2 separate regions of the Triticum aestivum genome follow, and region 2 is linked to region 1. A link is a contact called in public Hi-C data. All regions are on one chromosome and are shown on one strand. The core of a region is the stretch at or near the end of the contact, and the rest is flanking DNA. Distances in the headings are between cores, read along the strand shown. Region 1 has its middle 120 kb from the start of LOC123136775. Region 2 holds the start of LOC123136777.

Region 1 (5,943 bases), core at 1,838-4,337:
CAATAGGTGAAGTAGCAAACTTAGGATCACATTTCATTCTAGCATTCAGAGATTTTTCTTTATACTTGCATATTCTCTAGATCATCTCTATCCTTACAAGCAAGAATATCTCTAGTTGCCTCTTCACTCATAACATAGCCTTCCGGTACCTTAGGCAATTAATATCTAGGAGGGTTAGCTCTAGCAAGTGTTTCAGGAGTTTCAGTTTCAAGCTCATCATCAAATTCAACAACATCATGTTGTATTACTCGAGCAATTTGTTCATCAAGAAATTTACCAAGTGGCACATCATCATTATCAAGCATGATACTAGCATCATCATAAGCATCATTCATAGTAGAAGTAGCATCATCAATAACTTGTGACATATCATAATTAATGGCTTGTGGTGGTGTTGCAAGTTTACTCATAACAGAAGGTGAATCTAAAGCAGAACTGGATGACAGTTCCTTACCTCCCCTCGTCCTTGAGGGAAATATCTTAGTCTTTGGATCCTTCAGATTCTTCATAGCGATAAATTGATAATAATCCCAAGTGACTCAACAAATATAGCTATGCTCCCCGGCAACAGCGCCAGAAAAAGGTCCTGATAACCCACAAGTATAGGGGATCGCAACAGTTTTCGAGGGTAAGTATTTAACCCAAATTTATAGATTCGACACAAGGGGAGCCAAAGAATATTTGAAGCTATTAGCAGCTTAGTTGTCAATTCAACCACACCTAGATATTAATTATCTGCAACAAAGTGATTAGTAGCGCAGTAGTTTGATAGTTTTGATGATAGCAACAGTAGGAATGGTAACAGTAACAGTGATAGCAGTAACGATATCAGTAGCAATAGTAGTAACTTATCAAGAACAATATATGTTAAATTCGTAGGCATAGGATGTTGTATGATATTCATCATGTGACAGTTATAACCTAGGGAGATACGACACTAGCTCCAGTTCATCGATATAATGTAGGCATGTATTCCGTAAATAGTCATACATGCTTTATTAAAAGAACTTGCATGACATCTTTTGTCCTACCCTCCCGTGGCAGCGGGGTCCATATTGGAAACTAAGGGATATTAAGGCCTCCTTTTAATAGAGAACCGGAACAAAGCATTAACACATAGTGAATACATGAACTCCTCAAACTATGGCCATCACCGAGAGTGGGCCCGGTTGTTGTCACTCCAGGGTTGTCGGATCATAGCCGTAGTAGGTGACTACAACTTGCAAGATTGGATCTAAAACATGGATATAATGATGAATTCATAAATGGCACCCGGGCCCAAAGTGACAAGCATTAAGCATAGCAAAGTCATAGCAACAACAATCTAAGAACATTGTGGATACTAGGGACAAGGCTCTGACAAAACTAACTCGATTACATGATGAATCTCATCCAACTCCTTACCGACCAGCGAGCCTACGAAGGAATTACTCACTCCCGGTGGGGAGCATCATGGAATTGACGATGGAGATGGGTTGGTGATGACGAAGAACGAAGATCCCCCTCTCCGGAGCCCCAAACGTACTCCGGATCTGCCCTCCCGGGGAAGAACAGGGCTTGGCGGCGGCTCCGTCTTGTGGATCGCGATAATTCTTTCTCCCTGATTTTTTTCTGGAATAATGTGATTTCATAGTATCACGGGATCGTCAGCGGGGCCACCAGCTGGGTACAACCCACCTAGGCGCGCCAGGAGAGGGGGGCACGCCCTGGTGGGTTGTGCCCACCCAGGGGCCACCCTCTGGCGGGTCTTGGCTCCAAAAATCCTCTTTTATTCCATAAAAATTCCTTGCAAAGTTTTGTTCCATTCCGAGAACTTTTATTTCTGCACAAAAACAACACCATGGTAGTTCCGCTGAAAACAACGTCAGTCCGGGGTTAGTTTCATTCAAATCATGCAAATTAGAGTCCAAAACAAGAGAAAAAGCGTGAGAAAAAGTCGATACGTTGGAGATGTATCAGATAAGAGCATGATAACCCTGAACCTTGCCATGCAGATGCATGGTCTCATCCCCTTCGGTGCCTTGGATAGCTTGTTTCGATAGCGAATACATTTTATGTCCTTCAGGTTCTACTATTGTTTTCATTTTCATCCTCTTCACACGGCAGAATCTCCAATAGCTCTTCTACCACATGTAATTGCACTATTTGCCCACATTTGTGTTGAGGATCTCATTTTTCTCCACATGTAAAACACAGACCCCGAGCACTTCTATAAGCTCTGAGAGTATTCAACTTGCTTCCTGAAATAGACTGAGATTTAATAGCCTCTCCACCACGCTTGTCAGCCATAACATTGGGCTGAACTGCTCGATTACTCACTATTGGAACAGAAGGAAAAGCAGTCTTCGGAGTTACATGGCTGTAAGTTGAGCCGCTGGATTCAAAATGTGGGTGATCAACCACACGACAGTCTTCAAGCACCTCTTCCTGCAAAAGGGCCAGAGAACCAGCTATATCCAAATCTGGTGGCCTTTGTATAAGAACAACACTACAAATTGGAGGTTTTAACCCATCTATGAAAGTGGTGGTGAAAATCTCTGGGTCTAATTGAGGATTGTGAGCTAACATTTGGTGCATCAAAGTGTTAAAATTCTCAATGTACTCTTGGACACTTCCAGCTTGTTTGACATGAGTCAGTCGCCGTATCATAGCTTGAAACTGCAATTTCCCAAACCTATGACACACAAATTCACATAACTCTTTCCACTCCATTTTATCTATTTTGAACTCTATAGAGGGTAACCACATGTTAGCCTGACCAGTAAAATACATGGTCGCATAATCTTTCCAGGAAGCTTGTGGAGTTTGACACAGCTGGAAATATTTTTGGCAACACTTCTTTGGAATCTCGGGTCTGTCTAGACCTGTGTAATAATGAGAACTATAGGGCCCCGAATAAGGAGAAGTAAATTCATGCACACAGTTGGGAGAGAAGGCAGAATTGAGGCCGTAGGGCATACCCTTGACCGAGGCGTAACCGTGGTGACCGCACCAGGTTGCCCCTGAAAAAAGATGTCTTTACGGTGCCCGACAGGGCCTACATGTCCAATCCCATGTGGTGGCACATACTTGGTCGGTGCCACTGGGGTTGGTGGCTCTTCCTCGCCGCTCGCACTGTATCCTTCCACGGGGCGAGGTGTCTTGACTGCATCGCCGCTTGGGAATTCGACAAATGCATGCAGATTCCGCACAGCAGTCAACAACTGTTCGATTTGTTGCTCCATCTGCTGCTTCCACTCATCGAATGCCTGGCGCACTGAGCGTACTTCCTGCTCAATGGGATTAAGCTTGGTTGTGTTGGCCGCCAAATCCGCCTAGATTTGGGCGAGCATGTCCATCATCGTTTTCATGGAATCCCCTTGAGCCATTTTCTCAAACAGCAAGTGTGCGTCGAGGCTGCATAGCCACGATCCAACCCAGTTAGGGTGTTCCGAAGAACTTTGGGCGAAATCACCAAGTGGATCTCACATCCGTCACCCAGGAATTACAGATTAAGCGACTGAACAGGGAAACTCAACCAGAAGCGAATTGCTGAGAGGATCAAAGCTCTGAATACCAATTATTACAAACCTAGCCAATTCTCAATCAGAAAAAAGGAAGTGCTGGCCTCTCAATTGATTCACTGAGGATCCAAGTCTGATTACAAAAGGGAACAACCAGAGAGGAAGGATTGGAGAGAGGAGAGGGATTTCAGGAGAGGAGGAGAGCTAACCCTTATCAGGGTCCCTCGGTTCAGATTGTGATCCAATCGGATGCCAAAGTCATCCCGACTAGCCACTACTAATACTACACTCAACCAAGACACTTACAAACGCACCCCACTGCTAACATAGGACCCGATCGTCTTTGGAGTACTTCGTGGACGGGGCTGGGGGTTGAGTTGACTTGCGGGTACCACCTGCCAGGTCACCAATGGTAGCTTTAGTCTGAATGTTGCTCTGCACTTGCGCTGGTTCAGTTTCGACAGTAGTAGCTTTCGTCTGAATATTGTCCTGCAGTTGTGCTGTTTCAGTTTCGATAGTTTGCTTCAGCTTACGGTGTTCTGCTTCTGCATGTTTGGCCGCGGCATGAGCTCGACGCTTCTCCCAACGACACTGCATTCGGGGCGCGACAGATGCCTAGGGCGGCGGCTTGAGGCGAAGAAACGATGTGGGGATTCGATAGTTGGACGACCAATTCGAAGCCGCTCCTCGTTACGAGTTTGTGATGGCTCGAACGACTTTGTGTTGTGTGATTGCCCCCGTCAACCGACCTAATACTGTGGATTCTTTCCTTTTTTACGGGAACCAACTTAAGGTTCATAAATCTGTTTTCCAAAACCACAGAATTTGTTGGGTTTGTACCATAAAAAGGAAACTTACAATCTGCAAATGAGAAAGTGCTCCCATGTGTTATTCCCAAAAGTCAGAGCTTCCCAGATTTAACACAATATCGGTCCAATTGCAAAAAAAATCGTAACACCTGTATTCTATACCTATATAAGTATACACCTATACCTTTTTAACACAGTACATACGCAAAGCGCTCATACATACGCGCATACATCGTATCATCGGAAATCCTGAAATAATCCAGGAATAATGCGAGCACCAGAACTTGAACCCTGATGAGATGGGGATACCACTGTCCCTCTAACCATCCAACCACGGGTTGGTTCGATATATACATATATCTATAGTAATACTATTCATCACCTAGGATGCAAAATAAGTTATTCTTCACCTGAGGTAATCTTACAATCATTTCATAAAAAATTACATTTGTAATATAAATAATTATATTCATATTGATTCGCTACGTAAAATTTGGCATAAGGAAACAAAAACATAGATCATAAGATCGGAAAAAAAAATGAGTTTTATGTATTTTTTTACATATGTTTTCACGTTTGTAATTTTACGAAACATAAAATATTTTTTATGTTGATTATATATTTTCTTACATTCTTTTTTTGCGTATGAAATAAGGCAAAATTTATGGAACGTCAAATTGTGGTGCATTGATGTTAAAATAGAGTTGGTGATATTCCTCACCCAGGGTGACGAATAGTCAATCCCCCTATACATATACATATACATATACTCCCTCTATTTCTAAATATAGGTCTTTTTAGATATTTCATTATGGACTACATATGGATGTATACACACATATTTTAGAGGGATAATTAGATTTATGCCCCTAGTTGTGTCCCACTCGTCTATTTTACCCCTAATTCCCAAAAGTCACTGGTTCTGTCCAAGTCACTTTGCTCCTATTATGCTTTTGCCCTTTGACTATTTGACCGTCAGTTTGAAAACTTCATAACTAATTCATACTAAATCAGAAAAATGCAAATAAGATACCAAAATGTTCAGAAAAACATCACCTATATGTCAATATCATTTGTATTCATGAAAAAAGTGTTGGAAAGTGCCCATCCGAGATTTAGCTCTTATGCTACCACCATGAATAATAAAATCTAAAAAAGTTCAAAAAAATTCAAAAAAATTGGTGGCAAAGAATGACAAATATTTTAAGTGCCTGCCAAGTTTCATCAAAGAATAACATTTGTGGGTGCCGCGGCAAAAAAAAAATCAACGAATGTCGTTACCTAATGAAACTTGGCAAGCACTTAGAACATTTGTTGTTACTCGCCACCATACTTATTTTGAATTTTTTTGAATTTTTTAGAGTTCAATATTCATGGTGGTATCAAAAGAGCTGAAACTTGAATGTGCACTTTCCAACACTTTTTCATGAAATCAAATGACACTGACATATATGTGATGTTTTTCTGAACATTTAGGTGTCTTATTTGCATTTTTCTGATTCAGTATGAATTAGTTATGAAGTTTTTAAACTGACGGCCAAACGGTCAAAGGGCAAAAGCATAAGAGGAGCAAAGTGACTTGGACAGAACCGGTGACTTTTGGTAATTAGGGGCAAAACAGACGAGTGGGA
Region 2 (5,943 bases), core at 1,762-4,261, 170 kb after region 1:
TCTTTGATGAATCCCCTAGAGAAGAATTGTCAAGCCGACACTGCAACAAGATACCTGCCCCATAACAGAGATGTAGCCGGACCATGTCCAGTAGTTCAACTCCCAAGATATTTTAAGTAAATACCGACGTTGTTCATCAAGTACTCCCTCCGTTCCTAAATGTAAGTCTTTGTAGAGATTCCACTGGATGGACTACATACGGAGCAAAATGAATGAATCCACACTTAAAATGCATCTATATACATCCGTATGTAGTTCATAGTAGAATCTCTACAAAGACTTACATTTAGGAATGGAGGGAGTAGAAAGGATTACAGTACAATTACTTCTCAAATACAGTATTATAACTGAATTGTTGCTGGCAATCATAAACTACGAGGGAACTTAGCTAGCACCAAGATGAACTACGATAAATTTCTAACCAGTTCAGCGGAATGATTTGTGATTGGTGCTACTGATTTGTTTGCTGCTACCATATGATGGTTGAACTGTAGCTGATCAACTGATAGTTGAATTGGCAGTTATGAGAGAATATAGACAATCTGCTGAAAAACTGATTGTGTATATCAAAGAATCTTTTTAGACCAATGTGTATATGAAAATTTAGACAACCAAATTTAGACATGCTATTGAAGATGCTCTTAGTACTAGCGCCGAAGGGTTTCTGTTGACATGTAAGAGCATCTCTAGCAGATCCCTTATTCTAAAAGTGCACAACAGAGGCACCAAGAGGATAGCTTGCGCTCCCCCACGGGCGCCCTCGCCTACCTCACCTACCACATTCACCGCCACCGCCCCCACCTTCGTCGATGTGGTGTCTGGGTGGGTGCTTCCGTGCGTCGCCTTGCATGATCCAACAGTGGAGACCATTCTAAGCAACTTCATTGACCAGGTCTCCAGGCGGATCTTGCCATGTGTGGCATTGAAGGAGGGTGTGGTGCGCGCAGCTGGCAAGTTCCCCTGAGCCCGCTCCTCCTTCATGCCGTCTTGAAGCTGTGTAGCCACCCCCTTCAGTCTGCCATGCGCCGGTTGGGGAAACTGCTGCCCCTATGCCGGAGGGGCGTGCCCTGCCCGCCAGTCCTGTGACGAGGCCCCGTCTGCGCTCGGTGGTTATTGCCCCTGCCACTTAGGATGGCAGCCACCTACCGCGGAGATCCAGCCATAAAGAGATCGACTGGGTTTATACGCCCAGCTTAGGATCCCCTACCTCGAGATCTGCCAGTTTAGGTTCTGTCATATCGTGTCCTCGATTAATCCGACTGATGGAATCCTCCTTGCGGGTGCCCACACCGACTGATAAACCCCCCTGTTACTAGCATTGCCTTGGGCTGTAAAGATCATGAGTTTCGGCCTCCATGGACCTTAGCTGGATAATATATCGCCGTGGGCCTACCCCGTGGGAGATAACCTCATCAGAACAGAGGTCATCATAAGGTAACGTTTCAGGAAATACAAAAATGCAATAACTGGAACTAACTACTGCAAATCATCATGCCCGAATAGCATGTTCAGAATGCCAATTACGACTGACTTGGACGTGCCTGAGTTGAGCCATTGGTGGTTCATACTTCATAGTCCATAGCTTTTTTAGCTCAGTGTTACGTCAAGACATTACAGAACCTATCTTAAATTAATAAAAAGGGCAAGAAGAATAGATGTAAGTTAATCTACTATGATGCTCAATTTGCAGAAGGGCAGTGAGTTCAGACCTTGGTGCAGTAGGCAGGTCACTTGAGATAGTTAGCACAAATCATCACACTCGGCAGGTCATCATCAGAGAGAATGATTGCAGGACTGCTGGAGGTGCGTAGCCATGATCAAATTTTATGTGATCCGCAAGTTCCACAAAATTATCAGAAGCAAGGGGTCAGTAGCGAAAATTGAATGGTTACAAAAAAAATATCAACAACTTCCAACAAAAGACAAGCACATACATCCCAATTATCTTGTTCTCCGCAGAGTCATCTCTCCAGCTCATCCTCCGAGAATACCTGAAGTGTGCTTAGTAAAAATACCTGCAATACCCAGTGTCAGTGGACAACGACAAAATGATTTTTCGACTGTGCGGGCAGTAAGAGACAACACCAGAGAAGAGTGAAATGTATAAAATGAGAAGGTGAACATCGAGTGCATGTCACCCTATAGGGCCCATGTAAGGCTCATGAGTTACAGAGCAAAGTACAGAAAGTAACCTAACATCTAAATACACCAGAACGGACAGATGTAATAAAAGGACAGAGGGAGTCATTACTATCAGAAACAAGTATAATTTTATACATATTGGATTAAGATTGCTTAAGAAATACACAGGGTTAAAAAAATAAGGAAAGGTTTTTGCATTGTCTAATTAAAGCATTACTGCCAAGTTCGTCTAAAGATAAAATGCTAGTAGGAAAAAGCAACCTAATACTTTGTCAAAGGGAGTAGAACTTGTAACTGAAAAGCTGCCCCAAGTTACCCAAGTACTCCCTCTGTAAAGAAATATAAGAGCGTTTAGATCACTACTTTAGTGATCTAAACGCTCTTATATTTCTTTAAGGAGGGAGTATAAAAGACGAGAGCAGCACCATGATACAGCATACTGACTGAATCCTGATTTAAAAGCCTCCAGTTGTCTTGAGATTCCACTTTTAACCGCAGTGTCGACAACAAAATAAACATATTCATCCAAACTCTCATCAGTTACCTGAAAATAACATGAGTAATTTAGAGAATACTTTAATCTGCTGATAAGCCAGCAACTGAGAGTGCAGAGTCAAATCAGTTACATTATCTGAGGTACCCTCTGAAGAAAGCACATATTCTGGATACACGGGGACAACAAAGTCAATAGCAAGATCCTCAATTTTACAACCTCGTTAACACAAATCAGATGTGCTCTGGTATCCCCCATTGAAGATGATTCTAAGTATCTCTTTTGACAAGTGCTTTCAACTCCATAAGGGTTGTTGCCAGCTCAGGATCAAATGAACTGATATCATATATATTAACAGCTCAGGATCAAAGGAACTGATATCATATATATTAAGCTCCTAACAAAGAAAAGCTTATTAGATCGACTAACAAAAGTAAGAAAGCGTAACAAACATGATATATATTTCAAGAATGCAAGGTCCAAAATACCTGTCCTAGGATAAGCTTGTAAAATGCTTTGGAAAATGGAATGTCAAGAATTCTGACATCCTTAATTGCCTTTGTGATGACTCCTTTCAGATGCTCATCTATATTCATTGCATCAATGTAATTTTTCTTCTTCTATCTCCTTTGATCTGTGTGAGTGGGAGAGATAGAGAGAATAATGCACCTTGAGTGCTCTCATTGCATTCCTGTGATTATATACACGAGCCGTACATGTACAGGGCGCGTAGCGCAGGAGAGAGAGGGAGAGTGGGACACACGACGTGCGAGAGGTGGGGGGGCATGCACGACGTGCATGGCCATGCAGCTAGTCTAGGGCAGCAACTGCTTACACCCCGCCGCAGCTGAAGCATCGGGTGGCCGGATGCATAAGCTGGACCGGAACTCCTGGAACGCCGGTGTCGATAGCCCCTTGGTCAGGACGTCAGCGAACTGATGCGTGGTGGGCACGTGCAAGACACGGAGGTGACCAAGGGCGACCTTCTCTCGGACGAAGTGGATGTCGAGCTCGATGTGTTTCGTGCGTCGATGGTGGACGGGGTTGGCAGCCATGTAGACGGACGAAATGTTGTCGCAGAAGATGACAGTGGCCTTGGGGAGGGAGACGTGCAGCTCACCAAGGAGTTGGCGAAGCCAGCAGCACTCCGCGACGGTGTTGGCGACGGCACGGTATTCTGCTTCCGCGCTGGAACGGGAGACCGTAGCCTGGCGCTTGGATGACCAAGAGACCAAGGAGTCGCCGAGGTAGACAGTGTAGCCGGAGGTGGAGCGCCGCGTGTCCGGGCAGCCTGCCCAGTCTGCGTCCGAGTACGCGGTGAGCGCGAGCGACGCCGACGGGAGCGCGAGCGACGCCGACGGGTGCAGGTGGAGGCCGTACTCGGTGGTGCCACTGAGATAGCGCAAAATGCGCTTCAGCAAGGCAAGGTGAGGAGTGCGCGGGTCGTGCATGACCAGGCAGCACTGTTGCACGGCATAGGCGATGTCGGGCCGTGTCATGGTCATGTACTGCAGGGCGCCTGCCAAGCTGCGATACTCGGAGGCGTGAGGGACTGGCGCGCCGTCTGTCGCGGAGAGCTTGGAGTGAGTGTCGACTGGCGTGGACACCGGCTTGCACTCGGTCATGTTTGCGCGTCCCAGCAGCTCCGCAGCATATTGCCGCTGAGAGAGGAAGAAGCCTTCGGGCGTCCTGGTCACGGCGATGCCGAGGAAGTAGTGGAGCGGGCCGAGATCCTTCATAGAGAATTCCGCGAACAGGAGCTGTTGGAGTTGTTGGAGAAGCGTGGACGTGGACGCGGTGAGCACGATGTCGTCGACATAGAGCAGTAGGTATGCCGTGCCCGCGCTGTTGTGGAGGACGAAGAGGGACGGGTCGGACCGTGAGTCGATGAAGCCAAGACCGCGAACGAAGGTGGCGAACCGCGCGAACCAAGCACGCGGAGCCTGTTTCAGGCCATAGAGGGACTTGTCCAGCAGGCACACATGATCAGGATGGTTGGTGTTGACGAAGCCAGCAGGCTGCTGGCAGTAGACGCGCTCGGCGAGGCGTCCATGCAGGAAGGCGTTGTTCACATCCATCTGATGAACGGGCCACTGACGAGCGGCGGCGATGGTGAGCACGACGCGGATGGTGGCCGCCTTGACGACGGGCGAGAACGTCTCGTCGAAGTCGACTCCCGGCCGCTGTGAGAAGCCGCGCACGACCCATCTCGCTTTGTAGCGATCCAGCGTGCCATCAGCCTTGAGTTTGTGGCGGAACAACCACTTGCCGGTGACGATGTTGGCGCCCGGTGGGCGCGGTACGAGGCTCCACGTCCGGTTCTCCATCAATGCCCTGTACTCCACCTGCATTGCAGTTAGCCAATGGGGATCACGCAGCGCAGCACGCACGGTTTTGGGTATAGGGGAGATGGTTGGGGCGGTGGTGGAAGTTGTGAGGGCTTGGTTGTATTTAGGGTTCGGGAAGAACTTGCCGGCCTGGGCCCGGGTGATCATCGTATGTGTAGGAGCTGGGTCAGGACGCCGGCGGGGAGGCGTGGTGCGTGGTGGCGTGGAGGTGGGTGATGGGTTGTCCGGCGTGGTCCAGGCATGGGCGGCGATGGTGGTCTGTCCGCCGATGGGGGAGTAGATGTGCTTGGGGGCGTAGCCGTGGCCGATATGGCGGGGCTAGGCAGGACGGCGGGAGCGCCGTGGGGAGGGGGCTGGGTGTGAGGCGGGCGAGGTACGCGTGGGAGCGCATAGCGGGGACGCTGGGGTATGGATGGGGTGTAGTTGAGCTCATCGGGGTCAGAGGTGGGCTCAGCTGTGGTGTGAGCGAAAGGGAACTGATGCTCGTCGAACACGACATGGCGGGATATGACAACTTTGCCAGTGGTGCGGTTGAGGCACCGATAGCCCTTGTGGTGTGGTGAGTAACCAAGGAACACACAGGGAGCCGATCGGGGAGCGAGTTTGTGTGGTGTGGTTGCGCTGAGGTTAGGGTAGCACAAGCATCCAAAAACCCGAAGAGCGGTGTAGTTGGGTTCGGTGCCGTGGAGGAGAAAGAAGGGGCTGTGATTATGTCGAGGACGACAGGGGCGCCGGTTGAGTAAGAAGGTGGCGGTTTGCAAAGCTTCTGCCCAGTACGCGTATGGCATGGAGGCATGGATGAGCATTGAGCGAGTGATGTCGTTTAGTGTGCGGAGGGCACGTTCAGCACGGCCGTTTTGTGGTGATGTGTATGGGCACGACATGCGAAGAGCGATTCCTAGGCTGGAGAAGAGGTCGCGTGAGGCGAGGTTGTCAAATTCCTTGCCATTGTCCGTTTGG

What was found. A called contact is a pair of places that touch in the nucleus more often than the background predicts.
Region 2: a Hi-C map of leaf shows a contact between it and region 1, with 10 times the contacts expected there. The contact joins the promoter of LOC123136777 here to the enhancer-like site in region 1. A contact is called at or near these places in 2 of 5 Hi-C or Micro-C datasets (both in leaf) and 1 of 1 datasets of contacts at active chromatin or transcription factors (leaf).

The regions. Positions count from the first base shown.
Region 1 is chr6B:238,918,369-238,924,311 of IWGSC CS RefSeq v2.1, forward strand. No RefSeq gene overlaps it. Among protein-coding and RNA genes, the nearest start is that of LOC123136775, 120 kb to the left of the region's middle. Within about 2 kb of position 3,088, at least 3 of the 8 cell types and tissues checked have an H3K27ac peak or open chromatin away from gene starts, as enhancers often do. A contact at or near this core is called in leaf, where this site is marked.
Region 2 is chr6B:239,086,580-239,092,522 of IWGSC CS RefSeq v2.1, forward strand. It overlaps LOC123136777, which reads right to left and starts at 3,012. Exons shown (of 8, transcript XR_006467284.1): 1 at 2,769-3,012; 2 at 2,568-2,686; 3 at 1,935-2,015; 4 at 1,710-1,794; 5 at 1-54.